Linked DNA regions of Mus musculus: region 1 is linked to region 2. A link is a contact called in public Hi-C data. All regions are on one chromosome and are shown on one strand. Each heading gives the region's core, a stretch centred on a gene start, on an enhancer-like site or on the middle of the called end of the contact. The rest is flanking DNA. Distances are from core to core; before and after follow the strand shown.

The links. Hi-C and Micro-C count contacts between places; a contact is called where the count stands out from the background.
Region 1: a Hi-C map of ventricular fibroblasts shows a contact between it and region 2, with 6 times the contacts expected there. The contact joins two enhancer-like sites.

The regions. Positions count from the first base shown.
Region 1 is chr9:88,089,071-88,093,411 of GRCm38.p6, forward strand. No RefSeq gene overlaps it. Among named protein-coding and RNA genes, the nearest start is that of Gm23176, 70 kb to the left of the region's middle. Within about 2 kb of position 2,866, at least 55 of the 459 cell types and tissues checked have an H3K27ac peak or open chromatin away from gene starts, as enhancers often do.
Region 2 is chr9:87,556,244-87,560,403 of GRCm38.p6, forward strand. No RefSeq gene overlaps it. Among named protein-coding and RNA genes, the nearest start is that of Tbx18, 170 kb to the right of the region's middle. Within about 2 kb of position 1,683, at least 17 of the 459 cell types and tissues checked have an H3K27ac peak or open chromatin away from gene starts, as enhancers often do.

The sequences.
Region 1 (4,341 bases), core at 1,616-4,115, 530 kb after region 2:
AGTGGTTCTTTGGGATGGAAAGCGAGCGAAGTTAAGATTTGGGGAGACAATGCTGAGATTATTGGGAGAGTTGGAAGACGGGCTCAGACATGTTTTACATCCTTTGGGTAATACACAATGAGATAATATCAGTTAAGTCTGTGCAGCTTTAAAGTTTGGAGCTGAGATGGAAGGAAGGACAATGCAGAGACTGCCCCACCCAGGGATCCATCCCATAATCAACCACCAAACGCAGACACTGTTGAATATGCCAGAATATTGCTGACATGACCCTGATATAGCTGTATCATGTGAGGTTGTGCCAGTGCCTAGCAAACACAGAAGTGGATGCTCACAGTCATCTATTGGATGGAACACAGGGCCCCCAATGGAGGAGCTAGAGAAAGCACCCAAGGAGCTAAAGGGATCTGCAACCCTACAGGAGGAACAGCAATATAAAACTAACCAGTACCCCCAGAGCTCATGTCTCTAGCTGCATATGTATCAGAAGATAGACTAATCAGCCATCATTGGGAGAAGAGGCCCTTGGTCTTACAAAGATTATATGCCCCAATACAGGAGAATGCCAGGGCCAGGAAGTGGGAGTGGGTGGGTTGGGGAGCAGAGTGGGGAGAGGGTATAAGGGACTTTCAGGATAGCATTTGAAATGTAAATGAAGAAAATACCTAATAAAAAATGTTTAAATTTAAAAAAAAAGACTGTGCAGCTTTAGACTTTTCAAGATTGTTCTAAGGAAATAACCCCAGGAACACAGATTTACCTGTTTGCACAGAGGACTTACATTCTGTCACTTGATGCTGCTGTTGCACAGCTAATTCTACCTGAAGTAACTAAAGATCATGTTCTTTCTCACTTATCTAAAAATAAAACAAAAATTCCAGGGATTATGGGTGTAGAGAAATTCTGAGTTTCTAGGAATGGGCACCCTGGTGATAGTTTTAATGGACAAAAAGAGCAACTAAAATTCCACATTGTCAGAAAATAACAACCATAGGAGAAGAAGTCTGGAGTCACAGAGTCCCTGACCAGGCCTAGGGGATCTCAGAGGGGACAAGTACAGACAAGAGCACTGAATGGAGACTCAAGTTTCTAGCAGTAACTTTAACAAAGCAGCAATCAGAGATAGATGTTCTTGCTTTTGACTGTTAACCGTATTCCATGGTTCAATCCGAGGCTCTCATATCCATTAGCACCATAACAATAGTCCTGCAGTGTTGAGGTGAAGAAACAAAATCAAGGTAAAAAAATCTAGCCAAACTTCCAAACACAACCTGTTCAAGACACTAAACTGTCTTTTGAATCGGATTGTTTAATAGTTTACAGAGAGGATTAAGTGAGTTATAAAAGTAACCTATTAAGAAGAATCATCAAATGGCACTACAATTTAAAAGCCGGTCTTATGTTGTATCCCCCCCCCATTTTTTATTTATTCTTTTCTCATCTCATACAAAACATCTAGACCACACCCTCTCCTCCCAATCCCCTCTGCACATACTTATTTTCTCCCTCAGATCCACTGACCCTCCATTTCCCTTCAGAAAAGATGAGGCTTCCCAGGGATATCAACAGAAGAAAGCATGAGTTTCTGCTATATTCATAGATTGGTGCCAAGCGCAATCATCATTAGAGAGGGTCCCTCTGGCCGCTGATTGGAGCAAATGCAGAGGCACACAAACAAACATTATGTTGTGATCTTAAGTTACTATTGTATCTACAAGTCCTTTCCCTGGGAGGTTTTCACATGTCCTTTGTTCCTTAAAATTGCTAATTCTACTGTTTTACTCTAATTCCTTGAGTTAAAAATAAGCATTTTTAGAATGGTGGGTCTCTCATCCTTTTTCCTATTGATGAATAATTGAAAGGGGGAAAAAAACCTAAAAAGTATACTCCTTTGTGCTCTTTCTTGACTCCTGTATAGAGCATTTTTAGACAGGATTCTGGCATATATCACAAGACATCTTACTCAAACTGTTTTCAGCAGGAAAGGGTAATTTATTGACTGTTATCCTAGGAAAAAAAGGTGCTCACATAGCTTGAGTCGGGGCTCAAACAATGTGCCACTTTTCGATTTCCATTGCTCAGCCCTTCACCAGTGGTGTGGGTTCCAGATTTGGCCTCCAGGAAGATATAAAGATAGCATACACTACTGGACAAGGCCCCTGGCACATATATAGCAGAGGACTGCCTGGTCTGGCCTCAGTGGGAGAAGATGTGCCTAATCATCGAGAGACTTGAGGCCTCAGGGAAGTGGGGAGGGGGCTTGTTAGGGGAAGCACCCTCTCAGAGACAAGGGGGAGGAAGAATGGAATGAGGAACTGTGGGAGAGAGGATTGGGGCAGGACAATGACTGGAATGTAAATAAATAAAATAATTTAAATTAAAAATATAATAAAAACATCTCCTCAAATCTCCAAGTGCAATTAGGAGGGAGTCCACCCACCCCACAAACTTTTGGAATAGTCTCATGGGGTGTATGGACTCTTTCTGCAGTGCATGCTCACCCTTGAAGCACTCTTTGCTGATGAGGAACTGGGAAAAGCTGGCTGACTTAGAGAATCTTTGCCTACACTGGGGTCAGCCAGGTCCATGCCACAGAGGCTAAAGGAAGAGAAAGCACACAGATATTGGAAGCAGCATAGGCAGCAGAGGTCTGGGTGGTAACACTATCAAAGGCCCACCTCTGAAGAGTCCCAACCACCTCTTTATCATGGCAGCTCTCAGAAGAGAAATGGCAGTAGGTAACAACCCATAGAAAACTCCTGCAGAAGGCGTTAGGATTCGAATTTCTGAGCAGTGCTGGAGTACACTCCAGAATGGCCCCCAGGGAAGTGGAATTTCTTTCTCACTGAACAGGAATTGCATGGCTTCAAAACAAACCAAAGCCCCAGAGGGAAGTTCTCAGCCCCAAATGAAGAGTTATGTTGTTTTAGGCCCGTGTGTGGAAACTGGACTGTATGAGTCATTATTGAACTATTCATAGTGGCCTCAGTGGACAACTTACATGAACATTCAGGCTGTCCTCTCAGCAAACAACAGACAAAAAGCAAAGTCATTCCAAAATAGAATAACGTTGAGGAGAGAAAAGATATATCTAGAACATCATAGTTACTATTTAACTAAGGGCTCCCTGGTCCTGGACCAATGGCATCCTCAAAGGTAGACTGTTCTTGCCACAAATGGCATTCAGGGTTGAAAAATCTTCCTTAGTGAAGAAACAGTCCAAGGGCCATGAATAGAGACGGTATCCTTAGCGGTTGCAAGCTCCACCAGTTTTAAAGATTTGGAATGCCTTTCAGTCCCTTGAGATAAGACAGAGGCTGTGATTTCCGAGACAGACACTTCTGTGACAACCCCAACACACAGACCCACAGGCACACACAGACCCACGGGCACACACACACACAATGACAGAGGGGGGGGGAGAGGGAGAGAGAGAGATCCATATAACTTACTAAGAGGAACAACAAAACAGCATATTTGAGATAATGACCTCTGAGTGGACTGAGAGACTGCCTACAGGACCAATATCTAAAGATAAAGTCAGTGACATATGCTAGGAAGAAAAGAACCAGAGGCAATTGTGGATTTTAAAACAGGAAATTAGTCACGGGTGAAAAATGAAAAATTGGGAATTTTCCTCTCAGTGAGTGTATAGTATGCAGAAAAACACAAGACAATGCAACTTACTCTAATCTAATCTAAACTGATGACCTTAGGCGAGCCAGCTGGTCTCCCGATTGCTTCATCTGTATAAAATTATATTCCAACCATCCTTGTAAGGAAGAACCACTCTGTTCTCTGTAGCAGAGAATCTAAGTTATGACTCCTGTCAGCCATCTTACTTATGTGATTTCGGTCAGATTTGAGAGTCATTTTCAAGATGTTTGTTTTTCTAATCATCTCTTTCTATTTAGTAATAAATACTTGAATGTGAGACTTGGGCTTGTGTTTGAATTAAGGGAGAAATATGGAGAGGAAATAGAGTAGAAATAACACTAAGGAAAGAGACCAGTGAGCGCTTTGACATTTGTTTTATAAGCACAGAAATGTTGGTACTTAAATTTATCAGATGACTCTCAGGAGAATCCAATAAAAACGCTTGCAAATAAAATTTTCCCCTAGAATAGCATTAACAGAAACATAAGTTCTAGATGCTCTGTGTCCCCTGGAGCCAAGCACATGGGCAGATTCCCTGGAGCTTCCTACCAGAGATGGAAGAGTCCAGTACATTCATATTGCTTGTCATGCAATACAGGCCTATCTCTACCATAGATGTGCTCCCAGATGCTATGATTTGAATATAAAAAATGTCCTGTGAAGGTTCACGTGGTAAAGGCTTGG
Region 2 (4,160 bases), core at 433-2,932:
AAATGAAGATATTGTATAAAAGTTGCTAGAAAATTTATTCTAGAAGGTTCTTTTTCTGTTTAAGGAACTGCTATTGACCAGAGTCCAATCTTTGGGGAATTGGGGTCCCTTACACATATTATTATTGCTTTAACATCAGCTCGAGTATGGCAGAAAATGTATAAATGGTATCAGAGGTGGGGTGTCAAGGATGATATTTCTAGTCCCAAATCAGTGACCAAAGAGATGTGAGCCTTATGCAAATTAATGGAGTTCTTTTGGCACTAAGACCCTCATCTATATAAGGTGAGACTTCTTTAAGTCATCTCTAGCTCCACAGTTGTTAGACCTGAGGAGGAAGAGGTAGGAATGACAAATGCCTCAAACAAAATGCCCAGGCGGTTGTGAGAGAAGCCAGTCTTGCCCCATCCTTGACCTTTAATCTCATTAGGCCGGTTCGTTTTCACATAGTCTCCTCCTTACCATTAGGGAAAACACACGGACCAAGACAGCCTCCTGTTGCATTTCTCAAAGCTAATCTCCCAGTGTGCTAAAGGTCAGGTCTAGTGGAGACTTCACCATGTATCGCCTAACTTATGTTCTGATAATCCCTTGTTAATTCTCTGGGTGTAGCCACAGCACAGACATTCCAGACCTTCTCCGCCCCCTCCCCAGCTCCCCCCACCCCCCGCCCCTGTGTTTGCTCTTTTGGCTATCTCAGAGGAGTTTTTCTCCCTGTCGCTGCGCTCACCCTACTCTTTCAGAACAACCACCTTACCTCACAGCCAAACTGCTGGCCTCAGCTGGGGCAGAGGGACAGGGGCACATCATGTGCCTCGGAGCCTTTGGTGGAAGTGTGGCCAATTAGTCACACGTTTGGTGTTCTAATTAGGCGAGGCTGGGACTCTGGAAAACGTGCTGTTGATTTAGGTACTTCCTCAAACAATGCTAAATTGTGTTATGTGAAATTCAATTAGTCTTTTTTTTTTTTTCTAAACGTTTCCACATCTGTTCTTCTTTAAGCATAAAGTGATGAGGAGAGAAAGAGAAGTGAAAAGCCAGAGTCTCCACTGGTGAAATATGTTAGGCCTTAGGGACCAGCCCTTTCCCCAGCTTTTGACCCTGAACAGTGATATACAGGAAGGAACAAAGTTGGAGAGCTATCATGGCGAAGCCCTTTTAAATAAATCATTATAGTAGAAATACTGCAAATACATGAGAATGTAATCACAGATGATGACCATAAACCCCACTCTGTTTAAAAATGGATGACTGAGGGAGGAACCATTAAGAGGTAAATGATTATAAATTCTACTTAAAGGTGGTATTTGTGGTCACTCTGGTTATTTTTTTTTAACAGAATCCTTAAGAAAAACAACTGCTTTGGTTTTGGTTTAATATCTCGCATCTAGGTCCAGACATAATAGGATTTTATCCTCTCCTATCTTGACATTTTTTTTCCATATAAAATTGAGAACAGCCTGAAATTCCAAAACACTTAGGAATTAACAATGACGGGATGAAGATGTCAAAGCTGTTTCCACTTGTCCCAGCTTGCTTCACAGTTTCCATTTGTGCCCCTGATGGCAGCCACACCATGGCACGAGGCTTTGATTCTTGGAGGATGTGTCAGGCAGCTCTGATGTGCAAGAGATGCCCGATTCCTGCGTCTCTGCGGCACAGCTCCAGCCCTTCCCCCTGCTGCCCAAGCAGCACGTTTGGAAGCATGTTGGTCACGTGTTTTCATGTTGGATTACACTGTATATCCACTGACTTGGCCAAGGAGCCATACGGCAATATCTTTTTTACCAAAGTGACTTGGCTCAAAACCGCAGGCGTCCAGAGGTGAAGGTGTACACGATTTGGCCCTTGTTTCTGTTATCGCCTTTTCAATGACTAACATTTCAAAGCCTTATCTGTGGCTGGCAGGCCATGTTTCAGTTTTGTCAGAGCCCGGATATAGACCGTGTGGTTTTCTGATGATATATCTCCATAAGATTTGTGGAATGCTAAAGATGGAGTTGTCAACACTGCTTTATGGCACCTCGGTGCGTGTCAGAAAGGGAAAATATTTTCAGAAGTGATAGCATTATTTTGACTGATGACATGTTCTTTTAAAACAAAGAGTTATTTAAATTAAAAAAAAAATGAAGAAACCCAAATAAAACATTATCCACAAGCAATGTCATTTAGTCGGGGTCTGCGGCTTTCATGGACAAGAGTTAAGGAAGGCTAGGGAATTAAAATGATAACTGAGTTTGTACTCTTCGCCAATTAAAGAGCCCTGTGAATTTGACTATTTTATTTAATCTTTCATTCCTTAAAGGGAATCTGATTCTCTGAAGATAAACAGCAGATACTAATAGAATCAGATAAACAAATTTAAAAAACAAACCATAAACAAGTTAATGAATTTAAATAGAATGCATTTGTTTTTGTGGTCTTTGGAATCAGTTTGTAATTCTGGCTAGAGGTGAAAGCCACACACACAATTGAATAAATTATTCCCCTTGAACTTTAGAAGGAGCCTTAGGATTTTGAAAATATTGTGTAACCTCTAATTTGGCAGATCCATTTGTAAGGAATTATACGATTTTTATTTTTTTGCATGACATGAGAGCACCTGAAAGGAAAACTTTGTTTTCTATTTCTCAGCATTTCTGTTTGCTTCATTTGCAACTTAGGGAAGTGACACACTTGTGAGACTGAATTCCACACTGCAACAACAGTAGATTAAAAAATAAAAGACTATTGAAAAAAAATGTAAAAGCCTAGATAGCTTTAAGCTGAATGTTGATGTTTTTAAGGAGTTTTTGAAGTCACTGTCCTTAACCAAACAAACAAGCTCTGTGTACTGCTGCTTAAAGACTCAATCAGCCCACTCAAAAGAGATCAGTTCCTGTTGTTCTTATAGAACTTAAACAGGAGACCTGAGGGTGGATCTGCTTGGCTAGTCAGAATGAAACTATCTCATATCCCCCTGCATCATACGGACAATACCAAGGCCAGCACTGACTAGCCCAAACAAACAAACAAACAAACAAAACCCAAGCACTTCACCAAATCTTCTCATTCCTCACTCAGCATCAGAAAAGCTTAGACACCGACCAGGACCTCAACAGTCCAAGTCCTTCACCCATGACACCTCTGCTTACCCACCCCTTCCTTCCTTCTTGTGTATTCTCTCCTACCATTTACACACTGTCTTCCTTGTTCTCCTTGACTATAGTAAGCATGTTTGGAGGCAAGACCCTGGCTTGCTGCATTCCATGAGCCTGGACATTTTCTCTCTTGTCAACTCATGCCTGGAAATCTCACTTAAATTTGGTTGTTTCTCAAGGTCACTTCCAGAGGGATTTTTCTGACTCTCCTGTATAAAAAAAAAAAAACTCCCTGGTGTTTACTACCTGAAGGTAATATTTAACTCCATCATCACCTATCTCTTAAATATTTATTTTTTATGTGTGTGTAAACATGTGTGCATATATATTTATGGAGTTAGAAATGAGTATGTAATTGCTACATTGCCTTTTGCATGAGTTATGAAGTATAATTCTCTGCTCAATGGAATGGGTTCATAACCATTTTATGCAGTTTAACTCCTTATTCTTTATAATAAATATAAATTTACAAAAATATTTTTCTTGTTTACTATGTTTTTTCCCTTTAGGATACAAACTCTTTATGATTATGAATATCATCAATGTTGTTCAGAGCTATAATTCTCAATGCCTAAAGTGCTTGAACCATCAAAAGTGCCTAGTTATATTATATTGAACAAATTAATCAAGATAATGAATAGATGGTTGTAGGTAGAGAACAGAATCTACAGTGGAAAATGTTGGACCATAACACTGGGAGGACAGGTTGTATGTTAGTTATTTAAATTGCTAAAAATGTTGAATAGGAGTTTACTCTCTACATGATGAATAAGAAATGTGACGATGAATAATCATGATACTAAATGGAGATGATTATGAAATTGATGGGAGGCTTTTTCAGTAATTTAGACTTCCAGCTGTCTGCACAGGCCCCTTTATGAAACTAAATTGTGTGCTGAGATATAGTTACTTTAACAAGTTGCATGCATACAGCAGATGAAAGTCCAAGCAGTTAGAGTCAAGTGAAGGCCACAATCAAGCTGTGGGTTTAGACAACATCCATGCGAGCACAAATTTTTA